3 separate regions of the Sus scrofa genome follow, and all the other regions are linked to region 1. Evidence: chromatin contacts called from public promoter capture Hi-C data. All regions are on one chromosome and are shown on one strand. Each heading gives the region's core, a stretch centred on a gene start, on an enhancer-like site or on the middle of the called end of the contact. The rest is flanking DNA. Distances are from core to core; before and after follow the strand shown.

What was found. Promoter capture Hi-C pulls out the DNA fragments that hold promoters and counts their contacts.
Region 2: a promoter capture Hi-C map of fetal liver shows a contact between it and region 1, with 3 times the contacts expected there. The contact joins the promoter of SIAH2 here to the promoter of LOC110256335 in region 1. A contact is called at or near these places in 2 of 5 promoter capture datasets (fetal liver and fetal skeletal muscle), 3 of 47 Hi-C or Micro-C datasets (mesenteric adipose tissue and skeletal muscle) and 1 of 2 datasets of contacts at active chromatin or transcription factors (alveolar macrophages).
Region 3: a promoter capture Hi-C map of fetal skeletal muscle shows a contact between it and region 1, with 2.9 times the contacts expected there. The contact joins the promoter of EIF2A here to the promoter of LOC110256335 in region 1. A contact is called at or near these places in 1 of 5 promoter capture datasets (fetal skeletal muscle) and 1 of 2 datasets of contacts at active chromatin or transcription factors (alveolar macrophages).

What each region holds. Positions count from the first base shown.
Region 1 is chr13:91,270,612-91,274,172 of Sscrofa11.1, forward strand. LOC110256335 (basic salivary proline-rich protein 3-like) reads left to right here and starts at 1,260. Exons shown (of 1, transcript XM_021069815.1): 1 at 1,260-2,024. The coding sequence starts at 1,260. The coding sequence ends at 2,024. It overlaps MED12L (mediator of RNA polymerase II transcription subunit 12-like protein), which reads left to right and starts at 977. Exons shown (of 46, transcript XM_021069608.1): 1 at 977-1,204; 2 at 2,579-2,802. The coding sequence starts at 2,704.
Region 2 is chr13:90,969,140-90,972,895 of Sscrofa11.1, forward strand. It overlaps SIAH2 (E3 ubiquitin-protein ligase SIAH2), which reads right to left and starts at 2,399. Exons shown (of 2, transcript XM_003358611.4): 1 at 1,532-2,399. The coding sequence starts at 1,948.
Region 3 is chr13:90,760,136-90,763,840 of Sscrofa11.1, forward strand. It overlaps EIF2A (eukaryotic translation initiation factor 2A), which reads left to right and starts at 1,508. Exons shown (of 13, transcript XM_021069601.1): 1 at 1,508-1,549. It overlaps SERP1 (stress associated endoplasmic reticulum protein 1), which reads right to left and starts at 1,265. Exons shown (of 3, transcript NM_001243260.1): 1 at 792-1,265; 2 at 433-508. The coding sequence starts at 875.

The sequences.
Region 1 (3,561 bases), core at 10-2,509:
ATAGGCCAGGTTCCATGTTAAGTAACTATGTTGCAGCAGTGAACAATTACTGTCCCCTCCAGTGTATGTCACTGTTTCGGGGGGTGGGTGGAATTAAAAGAGAATGGCAAAACCTTGGTAATTGTCACAGATGGGAGATGAAATCTTGGGGGTTCACTATGCCATTTTTTCTGTGTAGTGTTCTGATGTATTGACAATTTTCCTAATAAAATTAGGTAACTGTCTAATTGCTGTTTCTCAAGCAAGGAATCTCGATTTGATGGATGCTTATACCCCAAGCGCAAGTTCAGCTTTGAAGTTACACCTAGGGTATAAATGGAAGAGAAATCCTTGGGGGAGGGTGCGGAGAGCTGTCAGGAAATGCCTCTTGGTGGAAGTAACTGTTTTCTAAAAGTACTTGCTCAGACTGAGTAAAGATTTCAAAAACTACAGGCCTGACTTGGCTTCAGGGAAGTGCTTTGGGAAGTGCTAATAGGTCAGAGTCGGGAATGAGGAACTAGCCTCCTACAAAGTTGCCATGCCTTATCTACCCTTTTCTCACCCCTCCCCTCCATCCTTTGCTCAAAGTCGGCAGTGTTAAGTAGATCATTAGGGTTAGCCAGCATCTCCTGAGCACCTACTATGTTCCAGGCACTGTGCAAAGGCTTTGGGTTAGATTCTGCTTCCATCATCTTATAGAGGATGGAACTAGGAGTCTGAGAAATTCCTTAAGGTGGGAGAACCTGACCTTATCGGGCAAGGGCATTTCAGGCCTTCCAATTCCAAGTCGTGGAGAACTGATCAGAAACTTAGGATCCGGCAGAGTTTGCTTTGTGGCTTTGAGCAAGCCACCAGGTCTCCCTAAGCTGACTTGATTTCTCTATCTATAAAAAGAGTACAGTAAAGCCTTGTAATTTTAAAAATTTATTTTATTTTATTTTTTTTAAGGATCAGAGACCTTTACTGCCAAGACCCTGGCACGAAGCAAGGGCTCCATAAATGGCAGCCATCATTCTTGGCCGAGCGCATCCTCCCAGGCGCGCCTCCCGTGAGGTCCCTCGGGACAGACTGGGCCCGCCTCCGCGGCTCCGGTCTAGCAGTGCTCGCGGCAGGTGGCCCAGCATCTGGGTGCCCACGCCCCAAAGCGAGCGGGGAGCGCAGGCGGATTGGATGACCAAGGTCTCCCCTGGAGGATCCCTTCCCTCCCTCCGCAAGCCCGGCGCAGGTGAGGTTTCCGGCTCAGGCCGAGGGGACAGCGACTTTAGGAAAGGTCGAGGAGGATGGCGCAGGCTGCGGCCGGGAAAGGGATCCTGGGGGCGCCCTCTCCCTTGCCCAGTTTCACCCCAGGGCCAGCTCCGTCGCCCCGGCCCGCGGGCTGCGCGCTCTGCGGCTGTGAAAACCCGGAGAGGCGGATCGGAGCGCGCTCGCAGCCAACTCCTCCGCGGTCCGGCAGCCGAGCTGGGCATGCTCAGTGCGGCCGCCGCGCCGCCGTCCGCCAACTCGGAAGCTCGCGCTCCCGGGCCGTGGGGGCGAGAACGCCGGCGGCGGCGAGCCGGCGTCGCCAGCCGCCCCCAGACAGTGGCAAACTTCGCGGCGTCCCTGGAGCTCTCCTGGCCGAGACCGATACCTTACAAATCAGATCAAAGCCAGTCCTCCCCCCATCCCAGCCCGAATCATGGAGGCTGCGGCCGCCCAAGTGCCGCCGCTGTCGGCGGCCCCTGCCCACTAGCCGGGGACCAACAGGTAAACTGTTGGGGGCGGGGGTTGGGAGGGAGGAGGAGCTGCGGCTGGGAAGAGGGCGGCTGGCAGGAGGAGCTCGAGACGCCCGCGGACTAGCTGCCCCCGTCGGCTCTCGCTGCCAATCCTCAACCCCCCTCCTTCCCCAGCCCCTGGAGGGGCAGCAAAGGGTTAAGTCGGCCCCGAGCCACCGTGAGCACGGCCCCCTCCAGCCGCCGCGACCGCCAGCAGTGCGCCTCGGCGCCTTCCCAGAGCCGCCGAGGGGACCCGAGCCGCGGATGCGCCACCGGAGCCCTGTGGGCGTCTAGGAGGCTTTGACCGCTTCCTCACCGTCCGCATCCCTGACTCCCTCATTCCCTCCAGGCCTCTCTCCTAGGCTTCCCTCCTTCCTAGCCAGGTCCGCGCCCAGGTGGCGAGGTCTGCGGGGCGCGTGGTGGCGGGGGAAGGTCTCAGCCGAAGAGCGGGGCAGGGGCGGGCCGCTCCGCATTCTCTCCCTCGGGTAGGAGGGCCACCCTTTCCTTGGGCGAGCACTTGAGCCACCCGCCTGGGGCGCCAAGAAAAGTTTTTTTTTTTTTTTTCCCCCCCCGTGCCCTTCCCCCACCCTGCGCCGGGCTGGGTTGGTTTGGGTCCATTGGTGAAAAAAGTCACACGTTCCCATCAGCTGCTCCTCCCCCTGGGGACTGGGTGGAGGGGACCGGGGGCGGGCGCCGCGGAGGACCCTGGCAGACCTCCAAGCCCCTCCGGTAGCGGTATGTCCCAGGGGCTCCAGCGCAGCGGGGTGCCAGCCTAAGGCTGCCCCCATCAGTGCGTGTCTGCGTGCCGGGCAGCGGCAGCATCCAACCTGCTTTATTCCTGCCTGCAGCGCCACAGCGAGCGAGCAAGGAGGGGGAGAGAGGGAGTCTGTCTGCAAAGTGCTGCTCCCTGGTGCTCAGAGGCGGCTGCTCCAGCTCCAACTCTCATTCATTTCGCCGGTTAACATGAGAGATCATGGCCGCCTTCGGGCTTCTCAGCTATGAGCAGAGACCGCTGAAACGCCCCCGGCTCGGGCCGCCCGACGTCTACCCGCAGGACCCCAAGCAGAAGGAGGTAAGGGCGCCGGCGGCCTCTCCCGCAACTGGAGCCGCGCTCCGCAGCGCTGACCCGGGGCCAAGTTGGCCCAGCGGGGCATCGCCGGCGCTGCGGGGGAAGGGTCGGCAAGCGGACTGGCGGCGGGGTTTGGGCTGGGGGCCTGGGGAACCCCCGGCAATGGAGACGGAGCAGTTGTCAGTCTCCGCGCTCCACTAGGGCGCTAGCTAGCTCTCCCGGTGCCGGGTCGCTTCCCTGTTCCCGGGCCTTGCACAGCGCAGCCGGGCGCTTCACCCGGTTCTTCCTTGCGGAAACCCTCCAGCTCCCTTTCCCCCGCTTCAGCCTGCTTTATTTTTCTCCCCGCCGCTTCGGTAAATCCTCGTAAACTTTTTGAAAAATGTTGGAATGTGGTGCATCCGACACAGGTCTTGGGATTTGCGCCAGCTGAGCAGGGAAGGGGGTGGGGTGGGAGGAAGATCCTTTCTGTTCGAATTTTCCAATTTAGAGTGGAAGTCGTTTTTATCGAAGTGATGGAATATTTACTCTTTGGACGCACTTCTGTTTCCCCTCTCCCCATAAAAAATCAATGTAAAAGGGAAACACTAATTTTCATCGCCGGGCAACTGGCTTAATTACTGGAGGCTGTTTTGTATATGTAAAAGCAGTCGGGTTACCTTGGAAGGGACTAGGTTCCTGAGCTGTTAATTTCTTTGAATGAAATTAATTGGAGAAACCTGACTCTTGCTCTAGATACACTAGCTTCAATGGCTAGAGTAACCA
Region 2 (3,756 bases), core at 1,149-3,648, 300 kb before region 1:
TGGGGAATTAGTAAGCATTACATGAGGAGTGGTTGAAAGCAGAATAATTTATTAAGGCTGATGAAAAACCCCAAACATGGATTCAGACCCTTATTTGAGTATGCTATTTTAAACTTGACTTGTGGCAGGGCACAGACCAAATTAAATCACTCATTTTACTGACTTAAGTCCCAGCCTTCAGTTCTCTAGTGGATTATTTTTAATTTAAAAATAAGCTCTTGTCCTATAAAAGTAAGCAGCACCAAGGAGAAACGCAATACAGCCTAAATGGCCCAAGAGGCAGAGTGCTCACTTTTACAAACAAACAAACAAACCCTCAAAAGTATTAACGACATTAAGTTTAGAAGAAGAACTTTATGGTCAACATTCTACATTATAATGAGGTAATATAGATAGGTATTTCTCTGAAATGGCTCCTGAAGATTTTTAAGTAACAAGACATTACCATATGACCACACAATGCTGTATTATACAGCCTCTAAAATACAGTGAGGTAGAGCTATGTTTCAGACATAGAAAAACACGATGATATGAAGTTAAGACAGCAAGTTGAAGAAGCCATTTTTGGAGAAACACTTATGTCTGTGTGTGCATATATAAACCTTCCCACACTGACATCTAGGGTTCTAGGGTTCTATATTCAGCTGCGGAGAGTATATTTATATATGGTTAGAAAAAGCCTATGAAGATGCACACTAAACCTGACACTGGTGGGAGAGGAGGTGAGAGGTCTTGGTCTTTCACTTGTTTTTTCTTGTCTTAGTAGTTGGCTTTTTCTTTTTTTTTTTCAAGAGCATGGATAACTTTTTAAACTGAATAAAAAATAAACCAATGTTCTTTAAAGAACTGTAACAGCTCCTGAATGCCCTTCCTGTTAAATTCCTGATCAACTCTTGTTTTCACCCCTTAGTAAAAAACAAAACAAAACACAAAACTCTGAAGGCTAGGAGAGGGAAAGGCATGGCTTAGAGGGTTTTCTTATTGTTGGAGGAAAACAGGCTATAGGTACCCTTTTTTTAGCCTCATTCCGGAGGGCTCCCACGTGTCAGGGGTGTGCAAAAGGCTCCCATGTGTCAGGGGTGCGCAAAACCATGCAGGAGGAATCTAGTACCACTCCTTCCAAGGCCAGTGCTGGTAAAGGGTGCGTTTAGTTTACCCTTTTCCCCTTCTTCAATCCCTCACAGATGGTCAGCTTCCCGATCCAAGTTTTACTTGAGCGGCCCAGCTCTACCAAGCACACCCAAGTACACGTCTGCAGAGTACGCAGGCTCCCGGTGGGAGAGCTGTGATGTGTTCGAACAGCGATCGCGTGCCAGTTAGGCTGGGGTCAGTGATCGGGCAGCTGTCACCCCAAAGCTACTCCCAAAGTGGACAGGTGGGCATGGGGGAGGGTGGACAAGGTGTAAACTTTTGTTGTTGTTGTTGTTAAAATAAGAGAGATGCCGCCTGCCTCCCAGCGCCTGCGAGTGGTTTGGAGGATAAGGGAGTTTCAGGTCGCCGGGAAAAGTGCGCAGCTGGCACCTGAGCTTACCTTGCAGGGAAACAGGACTGCCGAGGCCACCTTCTCCATAGCCAGGTTCCTGATGCTGGGCGTCAGGGCGCCCCTGCACGTCGGGCAGCAGCTCAACTTCTGGCGGCATTGGTTACACACCAGGTGCCCGGCCTGGCACTGCAGGATTGGGGGCAAGACATAGTCAAAGCAGACCGGGCACTCAAAGAGCGAGGTCAGCTCGTGGTGCTGCGGGGACACCGGGCCAGCCCCGCCGCCGCCTCCGGGGCCCGAGATCACCGCCGCCGCGGCGGGCACCGCGGACGAGCCGGGGCCCGCAGCCGAGATGGTGGCGGCGGCCGGGGGCGCAGCCGGGGACGGAGCGTGCTGGGGCTGCGGCGGCGGCTGCTTGTTGCAGGGTTTGTTAGCGCTGGGGCCGGTGGAGGACGGGCGGCTCATCGCGCTCTGAACCAACCATGGAACTGCGGGCGCCTGCCTGCCGCGGGGCCGCCGGGGTCAAGGCGGTGCGCGCCCCGCGGGCGGCGGGCTCCGGGGCAACGCCACCGCGCCCAGCCCAGGACCAAGCAGTGAAGACAGTCGGCGCCGGGCAGGCGGGGGACTGGACCACGCCGACGATCTCTGCGGCCCCGGGAGCTCCGAACTCCCCTCCGCACCCCCAGACTCCTCCTCCCCGCGGCGTCGTGGCCCCAAAGCCGAGCTGTACGCAGAACCTCGGCCCACCCGCTACCGGAGCAGCAGCTGACGCAAGCCCCGGGGGCGCGCGCGGACGTGACGCCTGGACACGTGTGAGGCCGCCCAGGCGCGCGGGGACTGGCGGAGCCACCCTGCGCTGGGGCGCCGGCTCCGCCCGACTCCAGCTGGCAGCGCCGGGGGCCGCCTAGCGCGGGCGCTTCCTGCCAGGGCTGCCGGCCCGGCCCGCGCCAGTGAGCATGCCCGACTCGCCGCCGCCGCCGCGCGGGATCTGCCTTTCCGGGTTGCGGAGGGGGCCGCCCTTCAGAAAGGCGTCGCTGAAGTCCTTTAGCCACACCCCGGGGAGACACGCTGACGCGTCCCGCGGGCGCAAACCAGAAGGGCAACTTTAGGCGGGGCTGGGGCTTGAGTGGTGGGCGGGGCGGGACGCGGGCGTCCTTGGACTGGTCGGAAAAAAACGAGAGGTTAGTTACGCTTTCCCGGGTTGAGTCAGCAGAGAGCTGAGAAGGCGTGCGGCGCCGCCAACCTGGCACTTAGGATGGAGCTCTGGGTCGAGACACGGAGCTTTAGGCATGGAGCAGGACGAGGGGCTTGGATCAGGTCTGCAGCGGCGCAGGATCTAGCGCTGGGCGCTTAAGGATGTGTTTGAACCACTTCTTGGTCCTGCTGCCTAAGGCGGGGAGGAGGTAAACTATTCCTGTTGTCATCTGACCTGCCGAAGCCTTCGTTGAATTCAAAGCATCTGACTTGCTGGCAGGCCCGGGAGGCAGTTCGTGGTCAGTGTTTGCTAAAAAGAGAGTTCGAGATTGCCAGATTCTAGGAGTGCCAGAAATGTGGCTTGGGTCTTGAAACACGCGACGACAGTGGGTGACCCCCTCCAATACAACACAGCCTCATCTTTGAGACCCGTCAGAAGTGCACAACTTTGATGCAAGATGTGGGTACTCGTTTTGCACGCCAAGCCGAAGCCTTAGAGAAGGGTGGTAGCCTGGAGGGAACCACGAGTTAATGTGTACTGAGTTAAATTGCTTTTCTGCTTACTTCGAGCCCCTGACCTTGGAACTGGGGGAAGGGGCTACGTAGCTGGGAATCAGGCGATTCCTTGCAGGAGAGACAGTGGTAAGGAACAACAGTCAGGCCTGGGTGAAGAGCGGTGTCCTCCGCTTACCATCTGTGTGACTTTGGACAAGTTCTTTATTTCTCTGCGTCTCAATTTCCTTATTTGAAAAAGTGGAATAAAAACAGTACCTCTCTAGGAGTCCCTGCAGTGGCACACTGGGTTAAGAATTCCACTGCAGTGGCTCCCGTGGCTGGGGAGGTGTATGTTTGGTCCCGGTGGGGCAGTGGGTTAAAGGATCCTGTATTGTCCTGCTGCATCCTAGGTCGCAGCTGCAGCTCGGACTCAGTCCCTGGCATAGCATAAAGGATGCAAGGGTGCAACGAAAAAAAAAAAAAATCACCTACAGCCACCGTAAACAAAAAAAACAAAACCCCAGTGCCTGTCTTATAGGTGGGGTGGTGAGGGTTAAATGAGTTTGACTTATGCCAAGAAACTG
Region 3 (3,705 bases), core at 258-2,757, 510 kb before region 1:
TAAGACGTAACCAATTTTGACATACAGACCTTAGATTTACGGAATACGTTAAATTAAGTTCGAACATCCACATGTACATGAAGTTCCTAAGTTTCTCTTTTGCAACAAAGGTTGCAAAACATTCTAAATTCTTATTCTGGGAGGTGTTTTTGTTTCTTGTTTTGGTCTACATTTCTTTCAACTAGATCGTTACTAAGGACCTGACCTCCTTTTCTACTCTTCTGTGAACGCAAATCAAGCGGGGAGAAGTTTCTAGAGCACCACCCTCTGTGCATATGTGGGACAAGTAATTCGATTCAGATGAAACAGAATTATGCGGGGCTCCCAGCAGGTGGGTTGAGACTCCGCGGCAGGATTCACCACTGATGGTCACCACGTCATCTCGAACCCGTCATCCAACACCCTACCCGATGGTGGCTACAAAACACTTACCGGAACCACAAACAACAAAAATGAAGAGAGCCAATAACCAGGGTCCTACAGACGCCTTCTCTTCGGGAGCATTTCTCTGCAAAAAGGCAAATCCACGGTTTCCAATGCAAAAAAACCCACTCTGACCCTGGTATCCCACCGCCTGCACCCCGAGCCAGGTCGCTGGGTCCCCGCACCCGACAGGTCTCCCTGCGATCCCGAGCCGCCCAGCTCCGGCACCCACCTCCCAGAGTTCCCAACTTAGCGTCCAACTCGTGGCCTCCAGCCCCTGAGTCGGCCGGGTCTGGGAGGAGAGCTCGACGCGGCCCTGGAGCCCCGGGCCTTGGCGGAACAGAGAGGGGCGCCCGCTCTTCCCTTACCGAGGTCTTGGCGACGTTGCCGCGCTGGGTGATGTTCTTGCTGTGCTTCTCGTTAGCCATACGGATCCGCTGCTTGGCGACCATCTTCGCGGCGCCACGACCTGCCCCGGTCACCCCTCGGCCTCGCTCGCTCGCCTGCCCTAGGGCCCCCGAGACCCACACTCCACTCCCGGTGCCCGCGCCGCCGGAGCGAGTTGGCTCTCAGGCTGGGCGCTAGCTCTGGCCGCTGGGCCTGAGCGCTAGCCGGGCGCGGGCCACCGACTGACTGACGACTGACTGACGACGCTGGCCGAGCGAGAGGGCGCGCCGAAGGAGGAGAGCAGGCCGCCGGGATATTCTCGCGCCGCTGCTCTGGCCGCTGCTGGAGCGTGGAGCGAGAGAGGAAGGAAATGCAACGCAACAACCGGACAGCGCAGCCCGTCGGCTCGAACTACTTCGGGTTCGGCTGCCAACGTCAGCACTGGGCGGGCTCCGCCTGCCGAGGAAGACGGAGAGGGAGGGGTGAAGACCGACGCACCGGCTCTAGCCCCGCCCCCTCACGCTCCGTAGAGGGTAGCCCCAGAGCCGCCAGTGCCCGTTCAAGCTCTCCAACCGGAAGCGAGTTAGCCCCGAGGCCGGTGGCCCCGGAAACACCAGTTCGTAGTCTGCACGCCGGAGGAGACGTGTTGGGGCCGGGTTCGGCCCTCGTGAACTCTGACCCAGGCGTAAGAGTTTCTCTTCCCGGGACAAGATGGCGCCGTCCGCGCCGCTCCTGACAGGTGAGTTCCGAGCAACCAAGGGAGTGCTTCTTCAGAGCAGTATTTTTTTGTGTCTTTTCCCTCTGGGACTACCCAAGGAGCCTCTGAGTTAGATTTACCTTTTCTTATTGGTTGTAGAAGAGCTGGAGGGCCTTTTGGATTTCTTGGTGTAGCGTGGCAATCGGAAGTGAGGCCCCCGCCTCTGGGCTCCAGCATTCCCCCTCCCTATTGCCCATCCATCATTATTCCCTGACACTACAAGGTCTACAGGAATAGAGGAAGGGGCTTAAGAACAGAGAGTGCTAGCGGGATTTATTGCCTTGGGTCTGCAGTACTGATGTAACACGTACGCTTACCAGGTTGCGACAGGCTTTGTTGACAGTGTGCAGACATTTAGCTCTGTAATAAGGCGGAAAAAGTAAACAAATGGCTTAGTCCAGTAGAATAACTAAACACATTAAATATATTTGAATTTAAGTAATACCAAATCCTGTACTCCTTGACTTTATGAAATTTGTAGGACTGAGTAGAGCAAGTGGACCTGTGGTGGTGTAGGCTTTCATTGGATTTCTGTGGTCTGGAGTGGTGGAAGTGAGCATTATAAAGTAGCAACGTTCAGATATTACAGGATTTCTGAGGTTTTGAAGCTGAAGTAGAGTTTATAATGTTGGAGAAGAAAATAAACTTAGTCTTGGACAATGTCTGCAATGACTCTGGATTAGAGTAATGATTGGCTGGGAGTCTCATATGAGCGTCATCTTCTTAGAGAGGAGTTGGGAGGGAAAAGAAGGCTTTAATTAAGTTACCAATAACTTAATAACGTATGGAAGGGAAAAGAAGCAATTGAGAGAAAGGTGGTCTGCTTTTGAGGAAAGAGGTTATTTCCCCCAAGACTTGAAAGGAAGCTTAAAAAGCTTTTGCACTTTTTACCATTACATTTTGAAATCTTTGTTGCTAAACACCATGGCCATTCATATACAATCTGGCTACCACAGTTCATTCATCAAACATCCATCAAATACAGAGTTCCTGTTGTGGCTCAGCGGGTTAAAACCCAATGTAAGTGTCCGTGAGGATGCATTGGACCCCTAGCCTGGGCACGTCCATATGCTGCAGGTGCGATCTTAAAAGAAAAAGAGAACATTTATCAAATACTAATTTGTTAGATAATATGCCAGACGCATACTGTTTAAAAAGTGTAATTACATAATTAAATGAATTTGTTTCTCTAGCATCATAAAGGTAGCATGTATGTTCCTCAATTTTGGAATACTAAATGCTTATTTGAACTTTAATTTAAAAATTAGCACATTGCAAATCTGATCCTTTTTCTTCCCTTTTAAAATCCTTACAGTGACTGCTTACAAGGTTAAATTCCATCCTGCTTAGCATAGCATAGCATAGCATATAGAACCTTTATAACATGCTTGGCATTCATTTTATTTCTGGCCATTCCATCCTATTTTGTTCCCCATCAATACTGAACTGCTTATAAAACCCTTGAATAACCTGTTTCCTCAGTCTAACACTACCCTCTTCCTCTTGATTTGGCTGATTTCCTTTTATTTTTGAAATTTTGTTTTAGACACCATTACTTTGTAAAGTCTTTCCTTTTCCTAAGTAGTCATTCTCTCACCAGGCAATTTTTGTGCCTCATATATACTTGGATTTTTTTTTCACTTAAGACATAGGATAATTATCTGGTTGTTTAGGTGCTTTCCTCTCCTGCTATACTGTGAACACCTTAAAGGCAGGAGCAGAGGCGTATTCCTCCCTTTCTTCTCAGTTCCAAGTACAGTGTCTGGTAAACAGTAGACACAATGTTTAATGGAGGAATAAATTAATGAAGGACAACTACTTTCTTTGTAGTCAGATTAACTAAGAGTGACACTTTTCTTACAGTGCTTAAAATCAAGGATGTTATAAGAGGTGAAAGGTTATCTGTCAGTCTGCTTCTAGTGTTTTCGTATAGTGTCTTAGAGAACTTAAGTGGTTGGACATATAAGTAAAGTGGCTGTCAGGATTATATTCAATCATTCAACAACATGGTCCATTTTTCTTTCACTAGAACACACTGATCAATCTTTTAAACATTCTTAGTATAGGTATTTCTGTCAACAATAGATGCATTTTCTTCCAAACCCTTTTTTAAAAACACACTTGGAGTTCTCTCATGG